Linked DNA regions of Mus musculus: regions 1 and 3 are each linked to region 2. Evidence: chromatin contacts called from public Hi-C and HiChIP or PLAC-seq data. All regions are on one chromosome and are shown on one strand. Each heading gives the region's core, a stretch centred on a gene start, on an enhancer-like site or on the middle of the called end of the contact. The rest is flanking DNA. Distances are from core to core; before and after follow the strand shown. Region 1 has its middle 17 kb from the start of Gm15555. Region 2 holds the start of Hspa13 (heat shock protein 70 family, member 13). Region 3 has its middle 12 kb from the start of Samsn1.

Region 1 (4,166 bases), core at 1,208-3,707, 220 kb after region 2:
GTGTTTTGTTTAGAGAATTATGACAGGAATGATGCTAGCATTGTTTAATACAAATACAATTATTCAAAAATATACACATTAAGTCTATATCTACATATCAAAGAATCTGTATAGAGTGATGGCTGTAATTCTAAGTATTACAATATTGATATAAATTACATAATATCATATAGTACTACATGATATTATATATACATATTATATGTAATATATGTATATAGCCATTATACTCTGTAGGAAAGAAAACATATATGGACAATAATTAACAGTTGCAGCTGAGGTTTAGTTAGAAAGTTGATGGTTAACAGTGAGTGTTCCATAGAACCACCAGATCTCCCTGAGCAGTCTTATCATGGCAAAAAATAGAGATGAACAGGAGTTGTAGTGTAATATAATAGAAAGTAGCCAGCCTCTGAAAACATACAAAGATACAGACAGAGGTGTGTGCATGTGTGTGTGTGTGTGTGTATGTGTGTCTGTGTGTCTGTGTGTCTGTGTGTATATGTGTGTGTGTGTGTGTGTGTGTGTGTGTGTGTGTATAAGTTGAATCTACTGCATCTTGACATTTAACAATTTGGGGGGGGGGAATGTGTACAGAAAACCATATATTTAAAAATATTACAAGGACTGAAGTGGCAAAGTTCAAAGAATTGGCAAATCAGGATCTGCAACAGAAAAGTGGAAGTAAATACATAAAAAGGCATGAACCAAAAACTGTACTTATTTGGACCCTGATTGACATAAGCCAACTCTAAAACACAACGTGAGCCAACAATGGCTCTTTAACCTTTGCTCTACATGTAGGGATGTTCTAGAACTTTTTCTTGTTTGTGTTTAGTGAAGTAGAGGTATTGTGATTACATATTTAAATAATAGTTCTTATTTTATAACTACATATTGAAGCATAAAATCATATGCATGAGTTCTGCTTTATAAAAACACCCAGTGGGGATAGGAATCAGAGGCTAAACTGAGTAAAGAGAAAACAATATTGATGCTTGTTCAGGCTTGACAGCATGAACTCATCTTTACTGTTTCTGCTGTGATAAAGGATAGCAATATGATGATTGAAGCAAGGAGTTTGACTTGTATGTGTGGATAAATACACACATCCTGTGCACACAACCAACTTGGTTGCAGCTTTTTCTCACTGTTGATAGCCCTTAAAGCCAAGTTTAGCCTTTTCTATAAACCTCGGGGTTAAAGCAAAACTAATTACAAAAGTTTCTTTTAATGTGTCAATGCAACCATGGCACAAGGCTTATGTTCAAACAGCCAATATCTGACTTGAGTTAAAGCCCACTCCACAATAGGGAATCCTTATGCTACACTGCTCAGGTGACAAAGAGCTTGAGAGTAGACAGGCCAGGGGTCTAGAGGGAAACCAAATGCCACTGTTCCATTGCAATAAGATGGCTCCTAACGAATTCTGCTGACTCAAAGATCAATCGAAGCAACCCTGGGGAAGAGGAAGCAGAGAGTATAAGAACCAGAGGGGATGGAGGACACTGAGGAAAGAAGAAGCTCTGAGGATCCCAGCACACATGAACTCGCAGACTGATGCAGCATCAGCATCCACCAAGCCGGCATAGTCTGGACAAGATGGGATCCTATAGCCAAAAGGAGAAATGGGCACATAAGGCCTTCATAACACAAAAGCTACCCCCAATTCGTAACCACTTGCAAATAAAAATTTAATCTTCTCTAAACTGTCTCTCTGGGAAACAGACTATTCTCAAGGGTAGGCCACAATCACAGCAGCAGATGGCCAATAGCAAATGAACTTATTTTATCTTTTTTTATCTTATATGTGTGTGTGTGTGTGTGTGTGTGTGTGTGTATGTCTGTGTGTGTGTTTGTGTATATGAATATATGTGTATCTCTGTATCTGTATATTTGTATGTCTATGTGTTTGTGTATATGTGTGTGAATATGTGTGTGAATGTATATGTGTGTGTCTGTGAGTTTGTGTATATGTATGTATGTCTATATGTGTATTTGTGACCATATGTCTGTATGTGTTTCTCTGTGAGTATGTTTCTGTGATTGTATGTGTGCTTCTGTGTGTGCCTGTGTGTTTGTGTGTATGCCTATGTGTGTGTGTATGTGTGTTACTCTGTGTGTGCCTGTGTGTTTGTGTATGTATCTGTATGTCTGTGTATGTGTTTGTCCGTGTGTGTTTGTGTGTGTGTGTGTGTGTGTGTGTGTGTGTGTGTGTACCTTTTTATGCATATGCAAAGTCCAAAGGACAACTTCAAGTCCTTCCTAGTAACTTGTTTAGGAAAGGGTATCTGTTACATACCTCTGTGTATGCCAGGGTAGCTGACTGCCATCATTTGAATGAGATGTACCCCATAACTCTTAGGCATTTGGATTCTTGGCCTCCAGTTGGTGGCCATTAGGAAGGACTCAGAAATGTGTATTTGCTGAAGGAAGTATGTCACTAAAGACAAGCTTGTGGTTTTAAGTGACTCATGTCATTTTATGTCTTCTTTCTTTGCTTCCTGGTTGTGGTTTTTCATGTGAGCTAAACTACTGCTCCAGCCGACATACCTGATGTATGTTCACATGCTTTCCTGTCACAATGCCATGATTCTTATCTCTCTGGAACCATGCACCAAATAATCTCCTCCTTTTATAAGTGGCCTTGGTCATGAAAAGAAAAACCTGAGGCAGAAATTGGAACATGGGAGTCAGGTATTACAGAGACAGACCTGACCATGTGGATTTTTCCACAATTATGGAAGATTTGGATACTTTGAACTAGAAAAGTAGTTGAACACTCTAAAGAGAACTCAGTGGGACATTCTAATAGGACCTAGAAAGTCAGGAGTGCTGAGGGCTTTGCATACTATAAAGACCAAGCACATGATGTCTTAGGGGGACCAATATTAGCAACTGGACTGGAGACCATTCTTGTGATGTTTGGGCAAACATGTGGCTACTTTTTGTCCTTCCCCTAAGAACTTGCCTGAGCTTAAATTTTAAAGTTGTGGAATAATTTCTTTGGTGGAGGAGATTTCAAGGCAGCCTAGTACTGATTCTGTCACATGGTTATTTGACGACACCTTTGGGCAGATCTACAGTGAGAAACAGGCAAATGGGGCAGAAATAAATACAAGATAAGAGTCTTGAGAAAAGAAGGACACTGGAAAGTTTAATGTTCAAGCCAAGGCTTGTGCTGGAAGAGAGGCTGTAGCTGTTAAGGAAATGTGTACCATTATGGAGGGGTCGAAATGCATTTGGAACAAAGGCAATGGCCCAACTCCATCCAGCTAAGACCCCACCCAGCTGTTCTTCCAGCTTGTGACAGGAAAAGACTTTAAAGAAGTTTCTGCTCCTACAAAGCAACAAGAAACACAAGCTGCTGCCCATGTGATTCAAGGGGAGGTGGGCTCACCCCAAGTTGGCAGTCAAACAAGGCAATGTTGTCCACATAGCTCTGGCTTTAGAATCATAAAGAACACAGAAGAAAATGGGTCATGGCATCTTCCTCTACTGTTATGGAGAGCTGCTAAAGCTAGGTTTGTATCAGAGGGGTCTTGGGATGAGGCCTTTGGGTAAAGCTGTATAAAGGAATCCTGGGTTACATTAAAGACCACGAGATGTTGGACTTGCCAAGGCCATGCGAAATATGCCAAAGAGTACTGCACACAGGGAGTAGAACCATCCCAAGAGAAAGAACGAAGTTGCAGGCAGCATAAAAGAAAGAACAGAGCCATCTAAGCCCTTACACATTAGACACAGGGCTTGAGTTTCCTGATGGCTTTTAGTCTTTCATTGATCTACTCTATTCTCACTATGAGCTAGTCCCCATTCTTCCCTTCTGGGACTGCAATGTATGTTCCATTCTAATATTTGTTGGAGTATGTACTTTGTCTTTTTGGTTTTGAGGGGTTTTTTTTTTTTTAATTGTCGTTGTTTGTTTTTTTTTAAGACAGGGTTAAAAGTAAGATGTTGCCTTAAGTCTCAGAAGATACTTTGGAATTCGCTCCTAAGTAGTGTTGATATTGAAAGAATATGGTAACTGTTGAGGTTCTTAATGCATTTGGCATTAATATAGGGCCACAAGACTATGGGAGGCAGGGAGTGAAATGTGCTGGTTTGAATGAGTCACACCCCAGAAACCTTAAGTATCTGAATACTTGAGTTTTGGAGGTTTAGGA
Region 2 (4,102 bases), core at 1,569-4,068:
TCCCTGGGAGCTCCCAGAGACTGAGCTACCAACCAAGACCATACTGGGCTGGACTGAGGGCCCTGGCACATACATAGCAGAAGACTGCCTGGTCTCGCCTCAGTGGGAGAAGATGCACCTAATCCTCCAGAGACTTGAGGCCCCAGGGAAGGGGGAGGCCTGGTGTGGGGTGAGCAAGGGGAAGAGGGAATGGGTTGAGGAACTGTTGGGAGGGGGGACCAGGAAGGGGGTAAGGTCTGGAATGTAAATAAATAAAATAACTATTAAAAAAAAACCCACACATATATATCCAACTCAAAATTCCATAAGGCAGGCAATTTCTAACAGACACAAAGATATATATATATATATGTGTGTGTGTGTGTGTGTGTGTGTGTGTGTATACATATATCTACACATACATATATATACACATACATGCACACATATATATACACACACATATACGCATATATATGTATATGTATATATATATACTGAACTTCAAAAATTAGTGTGACACTAGCAAAGTATAAGAGGTAGTGCTGAGATAGAGTAACTCTGTAATAAAATAGCAGTTCCACAGCCATTAAAGCTAGTGAGGTACATGCACTACATGTGTGTAACATACTGACACACTTCAAATAAGCCAGAAAGCACGACAGCAAGTGTACAAATGTTGTACGCATACAAAATGTACACACATAGAGAATACCTATTCACAGTCCACGGGGCTTCAGCATCCTTCCTAAAATGTCTTGAGAGAACTAACTGGAACTGTGATGATGGCGGGATGAGTGCACAGCAAGGCCCCATATCCTGACCTGGTAGCACCAGGAAGTCACTGAACTGATCCACCCTGCAGCTGCTGTGGGATTTCTCACTGAGAGAATACAATTCCCTGACACATAATTCAAACAGCACCGTTAAATCAAATGGACGCAGAGTGTAGATTAGTTTCCTACCTTAAATGGGTATCTGCCAACTTCAGCCTCCAGCTCCTCCGGGGTGAAGATCTTCCCGATGAACCGTTTGGCATCATAGATTGTGTTTTGAGGATTTGAATCAGCCAGCTCTAGGCTCTCATAGCCCACATACACATCACCGTCCGTGAAGGACACCATGCTGGGGATGCTGATATGCCCGTTTTCATCTGGAATCACCTTCACTTTTCCTGTCCCGGGAAAAAATACACCAACCGAACAGTAGGTGGTACCCAGGTCAATGCCAATCACTTTTGGCGTAGGCAATGGTAAATACTGTTGTGCCAAGTAGCCCGCCAAGAGGAGAGTCAAAACAGCTGAACCTGCAAAAGGTAAAAAGATAAGTTTTTATGAAGCTACCACCATATACTGTACCTATAGCAACATCTTCTTAGTAGCACTTTTAAAACAAAACATAAAATATTTCACTTTATAGGATTATTAGCTACTTCTTTTGGACATCAAGTTTTTAACATTCCATCGGGGTACAATTAAAAACAAAGGAGAAAAAAAAAACCCTCAAAAACCAAAAGCCCTCACAAATGTATTTTTGTATAATCCGTTACATGATAATAAAGGAATAAAATGTAAAGATATTTAAATAACCATTATGCTGTTGTTGAATGAAAATATCACAAATGTGAAACTAAAGCTAAATACAATCCAGTTTTCTTGGATTATTGCTATTTAGATTGATAGCTTCATAAACAGTTTTTACCTGTTATTACTAAAATGAAATGCCATTATGAAATTCCCACAGAGACAGCTTTGGTATGTAAGTCTAACCTGTTTGGTTATCGTCTTTACCCATTCAAAAGGATAAAATACGTAAGTTGGATATGTTGATCTGAAAACTGCTTAGGCACTACTGTTACCTCATAGAGTCCAGAAGAGATTTTGCATATATAAGCATTCATTAAGGATATACTTTTCAAAATAGATATTAGGGAAGAAGTATGCAAGTGCTAACCCTGATAGCAACAATATGTAAACTTCCCGAAGGCAAGTTCTAGTCACCATTGAATAGTACGGCCCATGAAGAGCAGAGGCTCAGCAAATATTTAAGGGAAAAGATCATATAGAAACATCAGGCATATTGTACACAAAAGCGAATAAGAACATCACTTTGAGTTTAGAATTAATATCTGATTTGGTTTCACTAGTCTGCGTAATACACCTGTCCCCACTCAAACCCATAATGTCACTCGGTAGTGCTGTTGGTAATTGCTAGCTCCTTCAAATCAACGCCTGGCACATCATAGCAGACCAAGAACCTATCCACTTGTCTCTTCCCACCTACAGACAAATCTCAAAAGCATCTCAGCGTTTGGCAAGGGAATGTTGATTCCCAATCGGTATGTTCAAAAGAGAATCCATCTAAGAATGCACAGGGACTTGAATCCCTCCCAATTCCGCATCCCGAGTGAAGCCAAGAGTCTTCAATCTCGAGATCCCCTTCTTATTCACAGTGGGTTCTCGCACAGAGAACCGATTTCGGCTACCCATTCAAGACCGAGGTCGTTAGCATTCCTAGGCCCTCGTCTCTCAGACCTGTGGCTGGTGGCACGACCCCAAGAGGCCTCCGGCAAGTCAGACCCCCGACTCCAGACGCCCCGCCCCCACCAGCTCCAAACAGCCTTAGCCCCCTTTTCAGGCTCCCTTCGGCTGCGTGACCTGTGATTCAGAGAGTGAGACAACCAACCCTTGCCCACCCAGACCTCGTCGAACTTCCCCGTCGACTTCCATAGTTGCAGGGACCCCTGAGATACTGACCTAAGATCGTCATCTCTCCGGCCATCAGTCCCGCCGAACAGGCAGAAGGATGACTGTACCGATGGGAGGCACCGCCCCCTAGTCGCCGGCTGTCGCGCAGCCTCCTGGGAAATGTAGTCCGTCGGCTCCGAATTAGCCGGAGGAACTACGATTTCCACCACAGCAATGACTCCATCTACCATGAGGCCGCGGGGCGGATTTTACTCAGGCCAGTGAGGGAAGACTCGGCCTCCCCACGCACGAAGGCCCAACAAACCAGGCTTTGTTGTGGGAGCAGCGTCTGGGAAAGGCCAGAGTTTGTCATTCATCAAACCCAAAACGCTGCGAGCTTACTCGCGGTTAAAAAAAAAAAAAAAAAAAAAAAAAAAAAGTCCCTGTAGCCCCGCCTCACCGCGTTGTATTGTGGGAACTGCAGTTCTGGACTGTCCAGAGCTTGGAAGGCATAAAGAGGATAAAACCAATTAAGATTCCGAGGTGGGTTGCGTTGCCAGGCAGGCGGGGAATTCAAACTTCCGGTTTTTTTGTTTGTTTGTTTTTGTTTTTTGTTTCGTTTTGTTGTTCAGCCTCTTTTTTAAGGTTTATGCGTCTTTGGTCGAAATCAAGATTCTAGATAGACTTCTCCTAAGCCCTCCGAAGTCCCCTTAGCATTCCACAGTGGGGCAGTCCTACCGGAGACCCCACCTCTGGTGTACCTGTTCGTTGCTTTGCAAATATCCTTGCAGTCATTAAATGCAATGCCAGCCCGATGCTGTTGGCAGTAAATTATTTCACGGGCTCGTCAGGAATGAAGTTTGTCCAGGACCGCATGGTTTATCCAAGATATTTTCAAATCTAATATTAACATTCACATATGCTATTACCAACTAATATGGAAAGATACATTCTACTTTTCGTTTTAATTATGTCATAAATGGCCAGAATTGTCTTCCTGGACAGGTCCGTCCTTTCACGTGTTGACTATCCGATCACTTTTCCCCTGGCGCCATAAGACACGTTAGCAAAGCAATTTGAAGAAGACAAGATTTATTTTGGCTCAAAGTTCAATGGTACAGTTCCTCATAGCAAGGAAGTCACGGAGGCAAGACCTTTTAACCAGCTGTCCCCATTGCACCCAGTCAGGAAGCAGAGACAGGAAACGAAGGCATCTCTCTCTCTCTCTCTCTCTCTCTCTCTCTCTCTCTCTAATTCAGCCTTGAACCTGCTGGATGTCGGAATAGCAGTGCTCATAGTTAGGCGAAGTCTTTTCGCCTCAATTAATCAGGTCAGAAACGCCCTCATATACATACCCGGAAGTTTACTTCCATGATGATTCTGAATCCCAGCAAGACGAAAAGATTAACCACAATTATTGAGGGGGAGGATACAGG
Region 3 (3,856 bases), core at 654-3,153, 150 kb after region 2:
TAGGCTTCTCATTACACTTAAAACTACATCTTCTGCAATGCTCTGCCTCTTTGTTATCACAGCCCCAAACACCTAAAAACTCACGTTCTTGTTACACACAAAAATGAAAATCACCTTAGTACCATCTGAATTATATCTCATTTGGCTGAAAGCGACTTCTGCTCCTATCACAGCTGTGACAGTAGAGATATTTTGAAAAAAAAAAAAAAAAAAAGTCAACCTTAGTCTGAAAGTACTATTTCTGACATATGCTATTTAAATCCCCTGCTAAGATCATACTTTGTTCCTCAGAATCACCAGAGGAAGGTAGGTTACACGGATCGATAGAGTATGATTTCCTGTCAACCTTCTGAAGAAGAAATGAAATTAATAAAATATTGCTGAAGAGATATATCTGTACTTCCTTTCCTTAGAAAAGCAATCCTTAAACGGGAAGAGAAAGACCATTTTTATCTCCTTTATATCTTCATTCATCAGAGATTTATGGAAATATCATGAATGCTCAGAATAGTCGTTCAGACCTTATCAATTGAGAGAACGCTATAGTTGTGAAACTATAAATGGTAATATATAAACCGCTTATGAAAAGGATTCCCATCATCTTCATGTCCTCCTCTCTTTCTACCATACAATTACAAGGCGAAATGTTTGTGTGTTAGTCCAGTAACAAAGGAACAAAATAGTGTGGATGCTTTTAGTGTAAAACTACAGCACAACAAAATTAAATCTTTATCATGTCTTATATATATATGAAGTAACTTCACTTCTTTAGAATTCCACTTTTACCATTGATCAAGAAGGGACGCACAGGAGATCTCTAAGAAAATCAGTATAATACATAGCACACAGTGCCTCTCCACCCCACACACAACACGAGGATCCTACCCAAATTGTAAACCACAGTGAAGCTCAGCCCCTCCCAGCTGCCAAAGCTCTTTCTCTAAAGCCTTTGTGTTTCTCCTTACTAGGAAGCAAATTAGAATGGTCCTTTACAGGACCTTGTTATGACATATGTGCAACCCATTTATGTTTCTCTCTCATAAGCAAACTTGTTCTTAAAAGCTCTATTTGTGAGAAAGGAATGCTAGATTTTCATTGTCAACTGAGTAGACTGATGACTCAATTAGCCTCATTAACATTTGTGCCCAGCAGCCCAAGACAAACAATGTAGTACAAAACAAAATCAGGTTGGGTAGGAATCAGACTCTGTTCTATTTCAGGGCCAAGAATTCTGAGCACCTAAAGTGTCCTCACAGTGAGCTACATACTTAGATAATTAGTCGTCTGTGGAAAAGCTTGGCTGAAAATTCTGCTTCTCCTAGGCACGAGGACTTCTGAGGTGACAAAAGTAATGGGACCCTGTAAAACTAATATAGCATTGAGTTCAGACATGTCATGTGAACTTGGGACCAGTGTATGCTCTATAGATCTAAGTCCTGATATTGGTTACAGTGGTGAACTATTTCCTCTTGGGATTGGCGTTGGGATTAAATCTCACAGTATGCACAAACTTTCTGATGTGGAAAATGCCTTAGTAAATCTGAATTCCATCTACTGCAACAGTGCAAATCATGACATGGCTAGTCCTCGGGCCCCACCCACCTTCCAGGATGTGGTCTTTCATCCCTCTTGAGTGAAAAGGATGTGGCATGTGAAGTCAATTCAGAAAGTTGTCACGTTGTGACACACAACTTTCTGGTAGTGTGTCCCTCCCAACTTCTAAAGCCAGAGTGCCTATCTTTACTGCTACCTTGATATTCTTGTATTGTCACGTGCTGTCATGGTATTTGACTGTGATGTTTATGCCTAACCAGGGGAAATTTCTATAAGAACAGTAAGTTCTGCTTTCACTTATATTTCAGGCTAGTACTTCATTGTGGGTTTGCCGCTGAACTTCACAGTCATTCCTGTAACTTGGAAAGCCTTAACATCTGAGCCTCTCCCCCTGGCTCTGTACTGCCCTTTCCCTCATCAGATCATGTGGACTTGTCTTACTGTGCTCAGCCAACCATTCTTTTCTCTCTTGTCTTGGCCTTTACTTAGGGATGAAGTGCTTGCTTTGTTTTGTTTCTTTTCTTTGGACATGTCTGGCTCCTTGTTATCAGTAAGACACTGTTCTGTTTGTTGACTCTTCACAGGACCTTCTTCAGGCACATCCCCCTAGATGCTTGACTTTTCTTTTATGTACCTTGAAGGCAGAATGTAGGCCTATTGTTTGCACTGTCATTCAGCTCAGTGAAGATGCCGGTTCAGGAAGTGTTATTGAATGAATCTCTTCTCCAGAAGTATGCATACTTCAAGACATCTTCCTAGACTGACAAGTGCCATGATTAGAACCCCAGAATCCATACCCCTCCTCAGTGAAAAGGATGCGGTGTAGTCAGTGAGTGCTGAATGTGGTGACTTAAAAGGACTGGAAATTTGTTGAAACCCAGACCGGGAATCATTTGGAAAAAAATACTTTGTTTTATGGTGAAATCCATAATATAAATTCACATACCTTCTTAATGATGATAATGATCTATTATTGATCTATAGAACATTTTGTCCCAAGGCTTCCACACCTTTTTACATATATTATTTTACCCTAACAGCCTTTGTGTGAAGTACTTATTCTGATTTTATGCATATGGGAACCTGACTATTTGCATTTCCCTTTCTTTCAGGTCAGCTCCTGATTGCAGACTGATTCTGAGACACTAGCTCTCTGGCAAACATTCATGGAAATGAAATCACTTCTTCCCCAGTGATGGAAGTTACAGATCCCACCTCCAGTAGCATATGACCCTCTAATCTCTGAATATTGGATTTTGAATCTCTAAACTCTCTTTTGTGGAGATGGTGCCTTGGACAACTGATAATTTTTTTTTCAACAGAAAAGAAGTGTACAATGTGATAAGACCCCAGGTGGAAGCATGGACTTGTGACTTTTAGAAGTCGAGATCTAGCCAGTAATTATGTCATATCATTTCCACAGAATCATCTTCTCTGTTTCAGCCAATCAAGGTCGTCTCAGCTGGAGGTTAGTATTGAAGAAATCCCTTCAGTAATGGAATAGACATCACAGCAAGGGAGACGTCTACAGCTGATTCCTATGCTTGTCCTACGTCTTGCGTTGTGATATCCCTCAGCAGAACTCCTAGTTACACTAAGTCATTGCTTCTGGGATCCACCTGCCAGGCTTCTCGTCTCAAGGGAAGACCTTATATCCTTTATTTAAAATTTACTGACTGTCTACACTGGCTTGAACACTTTACCAGGGTAGTCCAATGCTAGGTTGACGTGTGCATGGCTTTCCACAAGTTATTAGTGGGAAGCCAGGTGACTGACACAAAGACAAGGCAATGTGCGTTGTACACTTAGTGAAAGGACTGAGTAGAACAACTATCTGTTAAAAAGGTAAGGGGATGTTTCACTTATGAGAAAATAGGAATGTGCCACATACCTAGAGATGCAGGAAAAGGTACAGGCCTTTCAATAGTGAACACAGAGTATGATAGAAGTGGACATGAGAGTTGTAGGTATGCTCTGGCAAAAGGAAGCAATTTCTTAAAACAAATGTGTTAAAAAAGAATGAAAGCAAGAAGAAGGAGGAGGAAAAAGAGAGGAGGAGGAGGAGGAGGAGGAGGGGGAGGAGGAGAGGAGGAGGAGGAGGAGGGGGAGGAGAGGGAGGAGAGGAGGAGGAGGGGGAGGGGGAGGAGGGGGAGGAGAAGAGGGAGAATGAAAGCTGTAGGAGGTGTTAACCAATGGTCAGGTTATGAATGAGAATATGTTTGGAGAATAGTATGCACCCACCAAAATAATTAGGCTTGGGGGCTGGAGAGATGTCTCGGTAGTTAATAGCACTTGTTCATCT

What was found. A called contact is a pair of places that touch in the nucleus more often than the background predicts. HiChIP or PLAC-seq counts read pairs in DNA pulled down with a chosen protein or histone mark.
Region 1: an H3K4me3 HiChIP or PLAC-seq map of bone marrow-derived macrophages shows a contact between it and region 2, with 3 times the contacts expected there. The contact joins the enhancer-like site here to the promoter of Hspa13 in region 2. A contact is called at or near these places in 2 of 484 Hi-C or Micro-C datasets (bone marrow-derived macrophages and nephron progenitors), 4 of 115 datasets of contacts at active chromatin or transcription factors (bone marrow-derived macrophages and embryonic stem cells) and 3 of 9 other capture datasets (adipose tissue, embryonic stem cells and liver).
Region 3: a contact with region 2 is called in a Hi-C map of B cells, with 1.7 times the contacts expected there. The contact joins the enhancer-like site here to the promoter of Hspa13 in region 2. A contact is called at or near these places in 13 of 484 Hi-C or Micro-C datasets (B cells, CD4 T cells, the G1E-ER4 cell line and 9 more), 5 of 115 datasets of contacts at active chromatin or transcription factors (CD8 T cells, the HPC-7 cell line, bone marrow-derived dendritic cells and 2 more) and 1 of 9 other capture datasets (liver).

The regions. Positions count from the first base shown.
Region 1 is chr16:75,981,519-75,985,684 of GRCm38.p6, forward strand. No RefSeq gene overlaps it. Among named protein-coding and RNA genes, the nearest start is that of Gm15555, 17 kb to the right of the region's middle. Within about 2 kb of position 2,458, at least 46 of the 459 cell types and tissues checked have an H3K27ac peak or open chromatin away from gene starts, as enhancers often do. A contact at or near this core is called in bone marrow-derived macrophages, where this site is marked.
Region 2 is chr16:75,764,000-75,768,101 of GRCm38.p6, forward strand. It overlaps Hspa13 (heat shock protein 70 family, member 13), which reads right to left and starts at 2,819. Exons shown (of 5, transcript NM_030201.3): 1 at 2,736-2,819; 2 at 945-1,285. The coding sequence starts at 2,760.
Region 3 is chr16:75,919,353-75,923,208 of GRCm38.p6, forward strand. No RefSeq gene overlaps it. Among named protein-coding and RNA genes, the nearest start is that of Samsn1, 12 kb to the left of the region's middle. Within about 2 kb of position 1,904, at least 50 of the 459 cell types and tissues checked have an H3K27ac peak or open chromatin away from gene starts, as enhancers often do. A contact at or near this core is called in B cells, CD8 T cells, bone marrow-derived dendritic cells and 4 more, where this site is marked.